Regions from separate parts of the Pan troglodytes genome. Here region 1 is linked to region 2. Evidence: chromatin contacts called from public Hi-C data. All regions are on one chromosome and are shown on one strand. The core of a region is the stretch at or near the end of the contact, and the rest is flanking DNA. Distances in the headings are between cores, read along the strand shown.

Evidence for each region. A called contact is a pair of places that touch in the nucleus more often than the background predicts.
Region 1: a Hi-C map of stem cell-derived neural progenitor cells shows a contact between it and region 2, with 3 times the contacts expected there. The contact joins two enhancer-like sites. A contact is called at or near these places in 2 of 7 Hi-C or Micro-C datasets (induced pluripotent stem cells and stem cell-derived neural progenitor cells).

The regions. Positions count from the first base shown.
Region 1 is chr15:67,210,477-67,217,296 of NHGRI_mPanTro3-v2.0_pri, forward strand. The region is part of intron 3 of EXD2 (exonuclease 3'-5' domain containing 2); the gene reads left to right. All of the region lies in intron 3 of LOC104002083 (a long non-coding RNA gene), which reads right to left. Among named protein-coding and RNA genes, the nearest start is that of EXD2, 34 kb to the left of the region's middle. Within about 2 kb of position 5,210, at least 1 of the 24 cell types and tissues checked has an H3K27ac peak or open chromatin away from gene starts, as enhancers often do. A contact at or near this core is called in stem cell-derived neural progenitor cells, where this site is marked.
Region 2 is chr15:67,112,862-67,120,535 of NHGRI_mPanTro3-v2.0_pri, forward strand. All of the region lies in intron 1 of DCAF5 (DDB1 and CUL4 associated factor 5), which reads right to left. Among named protein-coding and RNA genes, the nearest start is that of DCAF5, 24 kb to the right of the region's middle. Within about 2 kb of position 3,655, at least 9 of the 24 cell types and tissues checked have an H3K27ac peak or open chromatin away from gene starts, as enhancers often do. A contact at or near this core is called in stem cell-derived neural progenitor cells, where this site is marked.

The sequences.
Region 1 (6,820 bases), core at 3,960-6,459, 99 kb after region 2:
TGGCTGGGTGAGGTGGCTCATGCCTATAATCCCAGCACTTTGGGAGGCCAAGGCAGGTGGATCACAAGGTCAGGAGTTCGAGACCAGCCTGGCCAACATGGTGAAACCCTGTCTCTACTAAAAAAAAAAAAAAAAAAAAAAAAAAATTAGCCAGGCGTGATGGTGCGCACCTGTAATCCCAGCTACTCGGGAGGCTGAGGCAGGAGAATCGCTTGAACCTGGGAGGTGGAGGTTGCAGTGAGCCAAGATCGTGCCATTGCACTCCACCTAGGCGATAGGGTGAGATTCTATCTCAAAAAAAAAAAATTATTGGCATATATTTGTTTATGATATCCTCTGAAAAATTTTACCCCATTTGGTAGATAACTAGGAATGACTCCTTTTTCATTCCTGACTTTGCTTCCTTGTGCTTCTTTTTTCTTCATAATTCCTTCCATGGGTTTATTAATTTTATTAGTCTTTTCAAATAACCAACTTTTTGCTTTGTTGATCTTCTTTATATTTGTGTTTGATTTCTACTCTTATTTCTATTGTTTCTTTCCTTCTGTTCTCTTGGGTATAATTTCTTATTCTTCATTATTCTTCAACCAACTTTAATCTGACATCTTTCCATATTACTCCACTGAAACTGGTCAAGTTGATGGCTTTCTTGTTTTCTAGTCCAGTGGACACTTATTTGGACTCGTTATTCTTGCTCTCAAAAGCATCACACTCACATTCTTCTATCTCCTATCTTATTATCCTTTCTACTTTTTCCTTTTCTGATTCCTGTTTTACCTGATATCTAAATATTGAAATGGGTCAGGCTTGGTCTCTTCTGTATCCACCCCAGATATTGCAAACTGAGATGCCTACAAGAGTCAAGCACGTTCTGTAAATGAATGATATAGAGTGATTGTTTGCTTTTTTTAATACATAGGAATGTTCTTAAATTCATAAGGAAATGTATTACCTTTCATTTTTTCTTTAAACATAAGGCCTCTAGGGTCTATCTTTCATTTTTGTAGTTTTACTAGCAACATGGATCCTGAGAAATATTTCTTTGTATTAGAAAAATAGTGGTGTACAAATATGATGGTAAGTGAAGACAACATTTGGCTTCAGTTGAAAAGACATATGGTGAATTAGAGAATTCATGCCTCATATAAATGAAAAAGCTGCCATATAGTTCAAACCAACTGTTACTGGATTGCCCAGTTCTTTAAAAAGAAACTTGGAGTATGGATTCTTTAAAATGTGAACTCTACTAATTTAAAAATTCTGGCGTAAGTTTTTAAATACGTGGAGACCAAAAATAATATTATAATAAAAGCATGTCTGTGAGTCAGCAGATGGATCCGTGGGCCACTAATTTATGTCTTCTAATTTCCATTCTTTTCCTGTATTCCCATCTAATTGTATGGCTTTAAATACCATTGATATGGTGACTACTCTCAAATTCAGAATGCCAGCCTTTCATATTCACCTGCCTACTTGACATCTCTCCTTGAATGTCTAATAGTCATCTCAAACTAAACATGTTCCTAACAGAATTCATTCTTGATTTTTCTTCCCAAACTTGTTATCCCTAGTCTTCCCCACCTTTAAGATTAAAATCAGTGAGACATTCTTCTCTCAGAGGGTTGTCCAGCAGGATGGTGATATGATTGAAAGGCAGAAATAAACAGACAGTATATGTTAAATTTCTTTAATGGCAAAATATATGCAAATCCGAAGAAGTGGTTATACAAAGCAGGAAATAACAGCATGCTATCACAAAGAGGTATAGGTTTCTTTGAGTTACCTATAATGAGGTATAACTGTGGATAAATCACCTGTACAAAATGAATATTCTGCCATGTTTTAGGAGCTATTATTGCCCTTCTCCTGAGGCAGGTGGAGACATTAAATACCTTTTTGATCCCCTGACTCCTGCCTGGTCCTTTCTGGAGACTCTGGCTACATATTTCCTTGCATAACAGGTACAAATAATTGGTGCAATAAAGGCTGAGCAAGGTGATTTTCCCAAAACCATCATCCTGTAGACCCAGTGTATTAGTCCATTCTTGCCCTGCTATAAAGAAATAGCTGAGACTGGGTAATTTATAAAGAAAAGGAGTTTAATTGGCTATGCAGGAAGCATGGCCACATCTGCTTCTGGTGAGGCCTCCAGGAGCTTTTACTCATGGTGGAAGGCAAAGCGGGAACAGGCATCTTACATGGCAGGAGCAGCACCAAGACGGCGGGGAGGTGCCACACACTTTTTTTTTTTTTGAGACGGGGTTTTACTCTGTCACCTAGGTTGGAGTGCAGTGGCGCAGTCTTGGCTCACTGCACTCTCCACCTCCCAGGCTCAAGTGATCCTCCCACCTCGGCCTCTGGAGTAGCTGGGACTACAGGTGCACACCACCATACCCATCCCCATGTTGCCCAGGCTGGTATCAAACTCCTGGATTTAAGCGATCCTCCCACCTTGGCCTCCCAAAGTGCTGGGATTACAAGTATGAGCCACCATACTCAGCCACCACACATTTTAAAACAACCATATCTTGTGAGAACTCACTCAGTATACAGTAACAAGGGGGAAGGGTGCTAAACCATGTATAAGAACTCCATCTCATGATCCAGTCATCTCCCACCAGGCTCTACCTCCAACATTGGGGATTAGAATTCAACATGAGATTTGGGTGGGGACACAGATCCAAACTATATCACACCCCTACTACCTCCTGAGTCCAAGCTTCAAGTATCTCTCACCTGGACTATTGCAAATCTTCCCTTGACTGGCCTCCCTGCTTTGACTCTTGCGCATGTACAATCCTTTCTCCATACAGTCACCAAAATATTTTTTTTAAATGCAAATTAGATTGTGTCAGTCCTCTGCCCAAAACCCTTCCATTGCTTAGAGTAAAATGCAGATGGCCAGGTGCAGTGGCTCATGCCTGTAATCCAAGCATGTTGGGAGGCCGAGGCAGGTGGATCATGATGTCAAGAGATCGAGACCATCCTGGCCAACATGGTGAAACCCTGTCTCTACTAAAAATACAAAAATTAGCTGGGTGTGGTAGCGGGCACCTGAAGTCCCAGCTACTCAGGAGGCTGAGGCAGGAGAATCACTTGAACCCGGGAGGCGGAGGTTGCAGTGAGCCGAGATCACACCACTGCACTCCAGCCTGGCAACAGAGACTCCGTCTCAAAAAAAAAGAATAAAATGCAGATGTCTCAATTACCTACATGCTCTTAAGGTCTTACTTGCTGTAGCTTCTTTCAGCATCTCTGATTTTGTCTCCTCCTACTCTCTTTTCATCCTACTCTTATCGGCGTCTAGCCACATTGGGCCTTAGTTCTGTTGCCTGAACAGGGTAAACTCATTCCTATCTCAAAACCCTGGTCTAAATTTAACTGATACATAAACTCCACAGACTAGGGGTGCTCATTAGTTAACCTGTTCCAGCCCAGAAGATGGTCCCATGTCATTCTTTACTCTCTGTAGCCTTCATGAAGTCATTTAAAGAATCACAGGCCATTCCAGAAACTATTTTTTATGAATACTGTTTTGTTGGTTTTTTTCTTTTAAGAATACTGAAGCCAAAATGGATTATCCTCTGGCTGGTGGAAGGAGGACTCTAACCCATTGTTCTCTAAATGAATCACTGAAACAGCAGAGTGTTAGAAATTGTATCTGTAATGATTGTTGTTATTGTTCAGTTAAACTTTGTACTTTTGTGTATGTATAACACATTAATACAGTATTTGCGTAATTTATAAATATATATAGTATATGTCTCAAACATTTTCATATATGTTGACTAATTTTAAAAACCCTAGATTAAATAATGCTAATAAGACCACTGGTTTAAATAATGCTAATGAAATTAATTATTTCATTAATCACTTTTTAATAATGTTGATAAGCCAAGGGTTTCTTGTTTCCCATGAGTAGTGATGTCAGGGCAAAAAGACATTAGAAAGCAAAAAGGGGGAAATATGAGAAATAGAGACTAGATATCTTATTCTTTAAGCTAAATTGACTCTCCTAGAAACATTATTCTTCCAATTATATATTCAATATAAGTTATGTACCTAGTGGAATCATAAACATTTGGATTCCTAGTGAGAAAACTTTGATTATAGTATATTGGATCTTAAGCACAATCCAGAAACATTAAAGACAACTCAATTTACCTATCTGTCTATTTATCTAGTTATTTATTTAATGTATTTTATCTTTTCTTTTTACAAACCACTGTATTAACAAGGAAATTAATGTATGGTAGACAATGAGACCTGACTGTAAAGAGGTACAAATATTGAACCTTAGGAATTTGTAGTGAGTTTTATGTCAAATTAGCAGTACTAGCTATTAGAAGTAGAGATTTATAGCTTTTTCTTGGAGAAAGCTGATATCACAGAGGGAAAGAACTACTCATTAATTTTTTAAAAAGTGATTTGGTCACATCCGGATGAATTATTAGAGAACTGGAACCCCAGTAGTCGTGTTTCTCACAGGTCTTTGTAACCTTGGCTGAGCCTCAAGAAATAGACAATGAGATCAAACTGGCACGCTTTCGTGTGAGGATACGAAAATAGCTCTCATTGATAAAGCAGTGCCTAAGAAGGAAGCGTAAGTCTTTTGTGAGTTAGATCATGGTTTTACTCCGCCTTAGAAAAGAAGTTGAGGGCTAGAGGGCCGGGCATGGTATCTCACGCCTGTAATCACAGCACTTTGGGAGGCTGAGGTGGGCGGATCATTTGAGGTCAGGAGTTTGAGACCAGCCTGGCCAACATGGTGAAACCCTGTCTCTACTAAAAATACAAAAATTAGCTGGGTGTGGTGGCAGGCGCCTATAATCCCAGCTACTCGGGAGGCTGAGGCAGGAGAATCGCTTGAACCCGGGAGGGAGAGGTTGCAGTGAGCTGAGATTGCGCTACTGTACTCCAGCCTAGGCAACAGAGCGAGACTTGGAAAAAAAGTTGAGGGCCAGAACCCTCCCAGTTTTTTGTTTTTTTTTTTAACAGCAGTTCTTTTGTGATCTTGACTATTTCCTCTGTGTGATTTTGGTCACTTCAATTATGCAGTGTACCTCCTCTGATTAATTGTGACACTTTGCTTGAAACATTCCTTTGGCATTTACCATGTCATTTTCTGTGTGTGTGAGCTTGTGTTTATGTGTATCCCTCCTACTCCTCCTGTAAGATTATAAATTCCTTAAATCAGCACGCTCTCTTCCATTACTTTGTATGCAACTGTGGCACTGCAGGCCCAGCAGGCAGCTAGTACAGTAGTGAGAGGACCACATTGCCCTAGAGCAGAGTTTCTCAGCCTCCTCGCTATTGACATTTTGGGCAGATGATTCTTTTTTGTACATTGTAGGATGTTTAGCAGCCTTCTGGCCTTTACTTACTAGATGCCTATGTACTTCCTCCCCACTTGTGACAACCAAAAATTTTTCCAGATATTGCCAAATGTCTCTTGGGGTACAAAATTACCCTCAGTTGAGAACTACTATTCTAGGGACTGGGAAATTTAGGTGATAGTGTGATAGCCCTAGCTTTGCCATGATCTCACCATACTTGGTCAAACTGATTCACCTATATTCCTCTCCTGACAAGTGAGAAGGATTAGAATTTATTGGGTGCTTAATCTGGGTTCTATGGATAGCTTTAGGGAAATTTTAATCCCTTGAAAATGTATGTGAGTTTTGTATGTACATTTTTCTAGGAATAACATCCTTAGCTTTCAGCATTTTTTCAAACTTATCTATGACCCCAAAAAGATTAAGCCTCAGCCAGGCACAGTGGCTCATGCCTGTAATCCCAGCACTCTGGAAGGCCGAGGCAGAAGGATCACTTGAGGTCAGGAGTTCGAGACCAGGGCGACATGGTGAAACTTCATCTCTACAAAAAATACAAAAATTAGCTGGGCGTGCCTGTAACCCCAGCTACTCAGGAGGCTGAGGCAGAATAGCTTGAACTCGGGAGGCGGAGGTTGCAGTGAGCCAAGATTGAGCCACTGCACTCAAGCCTGGGCGACAGACCCAGACTTCGTCTAAAAAAAAGAAAAAAGGTTAAACCTCGATCACTTATTGTATAAAGTTTTTTGTATCTTTTAAGTTTTAAAGGCCCTAACTTATGCTCAATATACATTTTTTTTTCTTTTTATGAATGCCATTTGTGACTAGAAAATGCTGAGAAAGCACTTGGTGCTACCTGGATTTATTATATTATCAGGTACCACTTATTTACAGTACTCTATCTTCTACCTCTTTTTAAAAATTGGATCTTGAGTCAGTGATGATAAGGTAAATGACTAGAGTTACCTGCGTGTACATTAGAGAGGCTGGATAATGAAAAGAGGATGTTTATCATTTCTCACTCTACTCCTTGGCCTTTTTTCCTTAGCCTTTTTTTTTTTTTTTTTTTTTTTCTTTGAGACAGAGTTTCACTCTTGTCGTTCAGGCTGGAGTGCAGTGGCGCAATCTCGGCTCACTGCAACCTCTGCCTCCCGGGTTCAAGCGATTCTCCTGCCTCAGGCTCCCATGTAGCTGGGATTACAGGCACATGCCACCATGCCCAGCTAATTTTTATAATTTTGGTAGAGACGGGGTTTCACCATGTTGGCCAAGCTTGTCTTGAACTCCTGACCTCAGGTGATCCGCCCGCCTTGGCCTCCCAAAGTGCTGGGATTACAGGCATGAGCCACCGTGCCCGGCCTCCTTAGCCTTTTAAAACCAGCATGTTCCATATGACTGCCAGTGTATGTCCCAGAGCTCTCCTGTGTCGGCTGGTCGCTGTTTATGGACTTATATTTCAGACCTTGGCGTTTGGGGTTCTCGGTAAC
Region 2 (7,674 bases), core at 2,405-4,904:
ATCTAAGCATGTATTTTTAAATATACAAAACAATACTTTATATTGTTTATGGATAAACACACATAGTAAAAGAGGCTTTTAAGTGTATCTGTAGTGTTTCTTTAAAAAAAAAAATACAGAAGTGATTTTAGCAAGATTGTGAGATATAAGGTTAATATACAAAAGTCCATCACTTTCCTATATACCAGCAATGAATAAGTGGAATTTGAAATATAAAATATTTAGGTATAAATTTAACAAGATTTTACAAGATCTATATAAGAAAAATTATAAAACTCTAATGAACAAAATCGAAGAACTAAATAAATAGACAGATATTCTTTTTTTTTTTTTTTAGATGGAGTTTCACTTTTTTTTTTTTTGCCCAGGCTGGAGTGCAATGGCGCAATCTCAGCTCACTGCAACCTCTGCCTCCCGGGTTCAAGCAATTCTCCTGCCTCAGCCTCCTGAGTAGCTGGGATTACAGACACCCACCACCACGCCCAGCTCATTTTGTATTTTTAGTAGGGACGGGGTTTCACCATGTTGGCCAGGCTGGTCTTGAACTCCTGACCTCAGGTGATCTGCCCACCTAGGCCTCCCAAAGTGCTGGCATTACAAGCTTGAGCCACCATGCCCGGTCAAGACTCAGTATTTTTAAGATATCAGTTCTTCCCAACTTCATCTATGGATTCAATGCAATCCCACTCAAATTCTCAGCAAATTCATTTTATGCATATCAGCAAAATGATTCTAACATTTATAGGAGAGGCAAAAGGCCCATAATAGTCAACATGATTTTGAAGAACAAAGTTGGAGGACTGACATTACCTGACTTCAGGTTACCACAAATATACAGTAATCAAGACAGTATAATACTGGCAAACAAATACACAAATAGATCAATGGAACAAAACAGAGAGGCCAAAAACAGACCCACATAAGTATAATCAACTGATCTTTGACCACGGAGCAAAGACAAAACAATGGAGCAAAAATGGTCTTTTCAACAAATGGTGCTGAAACATCTAAATATCCACATGCATAAAAATGAATTTAGATACAGACTTTACACCCTTCATAAAAATTAACTCAAGATTGATTATAAATCTAAATGTAAAACCAAAACTATAAAACTCCTAGAAGATAGTAGGAGAAAACCTAGATGACACCAAATGCTGGTCATGATGTGGAACAACACGCAATCTCATTCATTGCTGGTAGGATTGCAAAATGGTACAGCCACCTTTGAAGATAGTTTGGCAGTTTCATACAAAACTAAACGTACTCTTATCACGCAATCCAGCAATCATGCTCCTTGGTATTTAACCAAAGGAGTTGAAACTTGTATCTACACAAAGACCTGTACATGGATTTATTTTACAACAGCTTTATTTACAATTGCCAAAACTTAGAAGCAACCAAGATGTCCTTCGGTATGTAAATGGATAAATCAACTGTAGTACAACCAGACAACAGAAACTTTTTCAGTGATAAAAAGAAACGAAATATCAAGCAGTGAAAAGACATGGAGAAACCTTAAGTACACATTACTAAATGAAAAAAGCCAATCTCAAAAGGCTACATACTGTATGACTTCAACTCTATGATACTCTGGAAAAGACAAAATCATGGAGACAACAAAAAGATCACTAATTGCCAGGGCTTGGAGGCAAGGGTTGAATATATGGAGCAGAGAAGATTTTTAGGGCAGTAAAAATCCTCTGTATGATACTGTAATGATGGATACATGTCATTACATTTGTCCAAACCCATAGAATATACAATACCAAAAGTGAACTCTAAGGTTCATTTTTTGAACATTGGGACTCTGAGTGTTTATGATGTGTCAGTATATGTTTACCAATTTTAACAAATTTACCACTCTGGTGGAAGATGTTGACAATGAAGGAGGCTATGCAGGTGTGGGAATAAGGGGTACATGGAAAACCTCTGTACCTTTCTCTTAATTTTGCTGTGAACCTGAAACTTCTCTAAAACAAAGTCTTAAAAACAAAACATCATAAGTAAATCCTTCTACCAGTAATAATAATAATATTGGAAGTAAATTTAACAAATCATCAACATTTTGTCAAATCCGATTGGTATCTCTCTACTTCATTTAAATACCCCATATTAAGGAAGTATTGTTACATCTTTTAGGTATTATAATGGCATTATGGTTATGTTAAAAAAGAAAAAAATCCTTATCAATTAGAGGTGCATACTGAAGTGGGTGAAATGGAGTATGTCTGGAATTTCCTTTAAAACGTTCCAGAAAAAAAAAGTAGAGGGATAGATGATTAATATGGACAATTGCTATAGATGCATACACTATACTATTCTACTTTTGTGTATGCTTGAACAATTTTTTCTTCTTTTTTTTTTTTTTTTTTTTTTTTTTTGAGAGTCTCACTCTGTCACCCAGGCCGGAGTGCAGTGGCACGATCTCAGCTCACTGCAGCCTCCACCTCCCAGGTTCAACTGATTATCCTGCCTCGGCTCCATGGGTAGCTGGGACTACAGGCAAGCACCACCACACCCAGCTAATTTTTGTATTTTTTTTAGAGACAGGGTTTCACCATGTTGCCCAGGCTGGTCTCCAACTCCTGACTTCAAGTGATCTGCCCGCCTTGGCCTCCCAAAGTGCTGGGATTACAGGCGTGAGCCTGGCTGAATATTTCCATAATAAAGAGTTTTGGATTATGTTTAATGTTCATGATAGAAAAAGAAAAAAGAAAACAAGACTGCAGGATGGGCTGGGATACTCATGGCTCACTAAGACCTACAGCACAGTCTCTCCTGAATTGAAGCAGCTTAAGTAAAAACAGAATATTGTGCGCCTGTAGTCCCAGCTACTGGGGAGGATGAGGCAGGAGAATCACGTGAACCCTAGAGGCGGAGGTTGCAGTGAGCAGAGATTGTGCCACAGCACTCCAGCCTGGGTAACAGAGCAAGACTCCATCTCAAAACAAACAACAACAAAAAAACCAAAAACAGAACATCTGCCAGGCCCAGTGGCTCATGCCAGCACTTAGGGAGGTCGAGGTGGGAGGATCCATAACCCCAGTACTTTGAAAGGTCGAGGTGGGAGGATCACTTGAACTCAGGAGTTGGAGACCAGCCTGGACAACATAGTGAGACCTTGTCTCTACTAAAAGAAAAAAAAAGAAACCAGAATATCTATACCTTTGTGCCCAACTCATAACCATTCTCAGCCTAAGGTCTCCCCCCATTACCCAGACAGAAATAATCTTTAATGTTCATTCTAGGCATTTATAGGATGATTTCATTTTGCCTAGTACTCAGTAATTCAAAATTCATGGCTATTTGTTAAATGCCTTGGGATCATTTTAAATGATGTGTCCTTAGTAACTAACATGATGATGACAGCCCAATCCATGGGAGATTGGAATCACTGAGGCAAAAATCATCGCTGTGATGGGGCCTGCCTCTTGACTTTGCCCTCAAGGTTAGCATCAGAGGATGTAAGCTAAACACACCCCCTTACTCCACTCAACCCCTCATTCCTTTAGGCAAGGTATTAAGAGCCCTATGTAAAGGCAATCTTCAAGTATGCGTTGGCAGAAAAACCACCAGTACAAATTGAGGCATAATGTAAAACCGTTAGGCTGCTTTTCACCCAGCAGAGGGCGCTAAACAGCTGTGCCCAAGCCTCTGATTCAACAAAGCAAAGGAGGGCTGGTGAAGCAAGGGAAAGTCAGTTCAGACGCAAAAGCAGCTCTACAATTGTCTCCCTTAATCTCCTAGTCAGTTCAGAAAGGCAGAGATTTATTGTTTAGTTCCACAGAGAGAGACTGACCTGCAAATAATCCAAGTGAAGAATATTTAGGATCATTTCAGACCATTTAAGCCAGCCCCATGGGCCTGGCAGTTGGATGAGAATGGGGTCAGCCTCAGGAGAGGGAGCCCGGCCCCAACCCCTCTGGGGCACCGGAGGTGGAGCACAGGGACTTCTCGGGAAGGCTAGGCCTTTCTTCTCAGTGCCAGTGCCAGGCAAAGACAAACAGAGGCCAGGCCTTCTAAGCCTGGTTTCCTCACAAACAATTGCTTACCTTCAACTCATCTGAGAACCCCAAGAAAATACAACTACATATTCTGGTTTTGGTTTTTTGGGTTGGTTTCATTCTGCACTAAAATCACTAATTCATCAAAAAATGTACTATAATCACATTGTGGCAGCAGCTTTGTAGTTACAGAAAACCTTTATACTTAAAGAGTACCCTTTCCCAAAGGGTCCCGAGCTATAAGCAGAAACTAAGCAAGCCCTTACAACACACTATAACAAAAGTAATTATTTAACATTCTTCTTATTTTATTGCTCAGAAAAGCTGAGGTAAGGATTTGCTTTGGGTTTCCTCAAAAGCCAGCCAAGCACAGGACTGAGAAAGCAGTCTGAAATTCTGGGTCGAATATTCCTGGAACTTATCATTGTTTGAAGAGCGAAAGAATAATAATTTAAATGTCCATCAACAGAAGTCTGGTTAAAATTATAGTTTAATAAAATAAGCCAGACATAAAAGGACAAATATTGTATGATTCCACTGATATGAGGAATAGTCAAATCAGAGACAAAGTAGAATGGCAGTGGCCAGGGGCTGGGGGAAAAGAGGAATGGGGTGTTATAGTTTAATGGGTAGTTTCTGTTTTGCAAGATGAAAAATTCTAAAGATGGATGTGGTGATGTATTAATTACATGAATGTAATTAATATCACTGAACAGTAAGTACACTTAAAAATGGTTAAAATGGTAAATCTTATGTTGTATACATTTCACAATAAAAAATATAAGAAAGTTTACTACTTATATATGTACAATGCAGCCTAAATAAATAAAAGCATGAGGCAGCTCTGTCTATACTCACATGGAACAATTTCTAAAATATAATGTATTAGTGACTGTATTAATTGTTCAAAACATTCTTTTAACAAGTAACTCAATGGGATTAGATACAGAGCTTGGGGTTTCATCTTTGAGAGGCAGCAAAGATGGTGCTATAGAAGGGTACAGGAAGTGCAAGCTCTGGAATAAAAGGACTTGATTCAAATCTTGGTTTCGCCATTCATGTGTCCTGGTTACTCTACTCCTTTACCCTAATTTTTTTATTGTAAAATGGAGAAAATACCAACTATTTCCCAGGTTTGTTGTGTGTGGTGAGATAATGTTTGTAAAAGCACTTAGCCCAGTGTGATATATATTAGGTGCACACAGCTCTCAAATTGTCCTTGTGTCCCTAAAGTATCATCCATGAACTTGTCCTAATCTTTCAAACCTTGTTTTAGGTAGCATTAAGAATATGAATAGTATGATACAATTACACAAAAACGTACACAAATTTATACATACAAAGACAGATGCAAAATGGTTAGCAGAGGTCATCTCTTGCAGATAGCAATTTTACTTAATACCCTTTCATATTGCTAAAGTGTTTTCTTTTCTTTTCTTTTTTTTTAACTGTGAAGCCTAAAGGAAAATCATTCAGCCTGGCTTTCTTCTCAGCCCATTTATTCCTCTTCAGTGAGTGTACTGTGTAAGACCAAACCTCCTTTTGTGTTAACCATACCTCTCCTAAGCTCCAAGAAGCTGCAGCGCATTACAGAGGCACAGTCTGTGTGACACACAGCCCAGCTACGTCAGTGGATGGAAAATAAGTCTGTTTTGTTATTTTTCCAAAGTTGAAAATAATTGATATTTGTATAGGAATTCAATCACATACATATCTCATTTTATTGTCACTTGTGAGGTAAGGATTATGTAGGCCCTTTTTCTAGACACGTATCAGAGAGATAAAATGACTTGCTAATAATCCAAAGAGCTTGGCCTGGAGCCTAAAACTAAGTTGTATCCATTCTACCAACATGCAGAGGACAGAACAGCACCTAGCATTCCAAATGAGGAATGTTCTGGAGCTTTACACAAGGAAGAAAAGCACTTTTCAGGCTTTTTTTTTTTTTTAATGATTTTATCTATTTTTAAGTATAGAGTTTTGTGGCATTAACTACATTCACATTTTCATATCGTTGTGCAACCATCACCACATTTTATCTCCAGAACTACCCCTTCCCGCTGACAACTGCTATTCTCCCTCTAGACACCATTCACTTGGCACAGTGTCTTCAAGGTTCATCCATGTTGTAGTGTGTGTCAATTTCATTTCTTTTTAAGGCTGAATAATACTATTTCATTGTATGTATAGACTACATTTTGTTTATCTATTCATCCACTGATGGACCCTTGGGTTGCTTCTACCTTTCAGCTTTGTGAATAATGCCACTATGAACATTAGTGTACAAATATCTGTTTGAGCCTCTACTTTCAATTCTTTTGGGTATATAACCAGAAGTGAAATTGCTGGATCCATATGGTAATTCTATTTTTAACTTTTTGAGGAATTGCCATACTGTTTTCCACAGTGGCTGCCCCATTTTATATTCTCACCAACAACGTACAAGAGTTCCAATTTCTCCATATCCTTGCCAACTCTTTTTATTCTTTGCTTGTTTGGATAATAGTCATCCTAATGGGTGTGAAATGTTTGCTGGCCTTTTTAACCTTCAAATAATAGCCTAAAATAACTCTCAAGTCCTTTTAAATATCTCAGAGCGCATCATTCTACAAACAGTTTGAGTTATCTTTCTTCATGAGTACCTACCCTGAAATTCAGTTACCACTTTTCTATTCACTCACCCCATCCAGCCCAAAAGAGTTTTCTGTAGTTCATTTATCCCCTATTGTTTTGCATTTCACTGCCTCAAGGAACTAACATCATATATAAATTTGGGAAATTTCATATTCATTCTCTCCTCAAATCACTTACAAAAACATTAAGAGCGCTAAGCTCTATTTACTCAAGCCAGCCACTTCTGTGATTAGACCTATTTTAGAGGTGGATATAATGTGGGGCAGCATAGCACAGCACAGCAATCAAAACCACAGGCTTAGTCTCCACGTAGTAAGACATAGGAAAAAATAATAAGAAAAAACCCACAGGATTAGGATACACAAACACAGGTTCAACTCTCAATGTCGCCGGCACTTACTAGCTGTGTGCCTTTAGACAGGTTACTTAACTTCTCTAAATTATAGTCCTCCCATCTGTAAAACTGAGAAAACAACACTACTTATTTCACAGTGTTACTGTTAAGATTAATGAGATAGATCTGTGTAAAAGACTTGGCCCAGTGCCCGATACATATTAAGAGCTAGATAAATGTCAGCTAATTATTATGCTATTTGAACTCAAACAACAGCTAACATCAGTTAAGTTTACTCTGGGTCAGGGACTATCCTAAGGGTCTTATATGTAGTGGCTCTTCCAATCCTTTTAACAACCCCACGAAGTAGGAATTCACATGAAACTACAGAAAAGCTACATAATATGAAGGGGTACACAGCTACCAAGAGTCATTGTTGGCATCTGAATCTAGGTAATGTGGCTCCAGAAACCATGCTCCTTACCATGATGCAATCCAGCCTCGCAAATATAAGAGGCCAGGCAGCAAAGTAAATGAGTCAGACTTGCCAGATTAAGTGACAGACTGAAGAATATATCTGTATTTTTAAAAGATAAGCCACCATTCAGCTCTTGCCAGTTGTTGCCATAGAGAAATACAGACTCAAGATTGCCAGATCTCCCAATTTTTGGCCCATGGATAAGTTAAGGTTGAGTGATT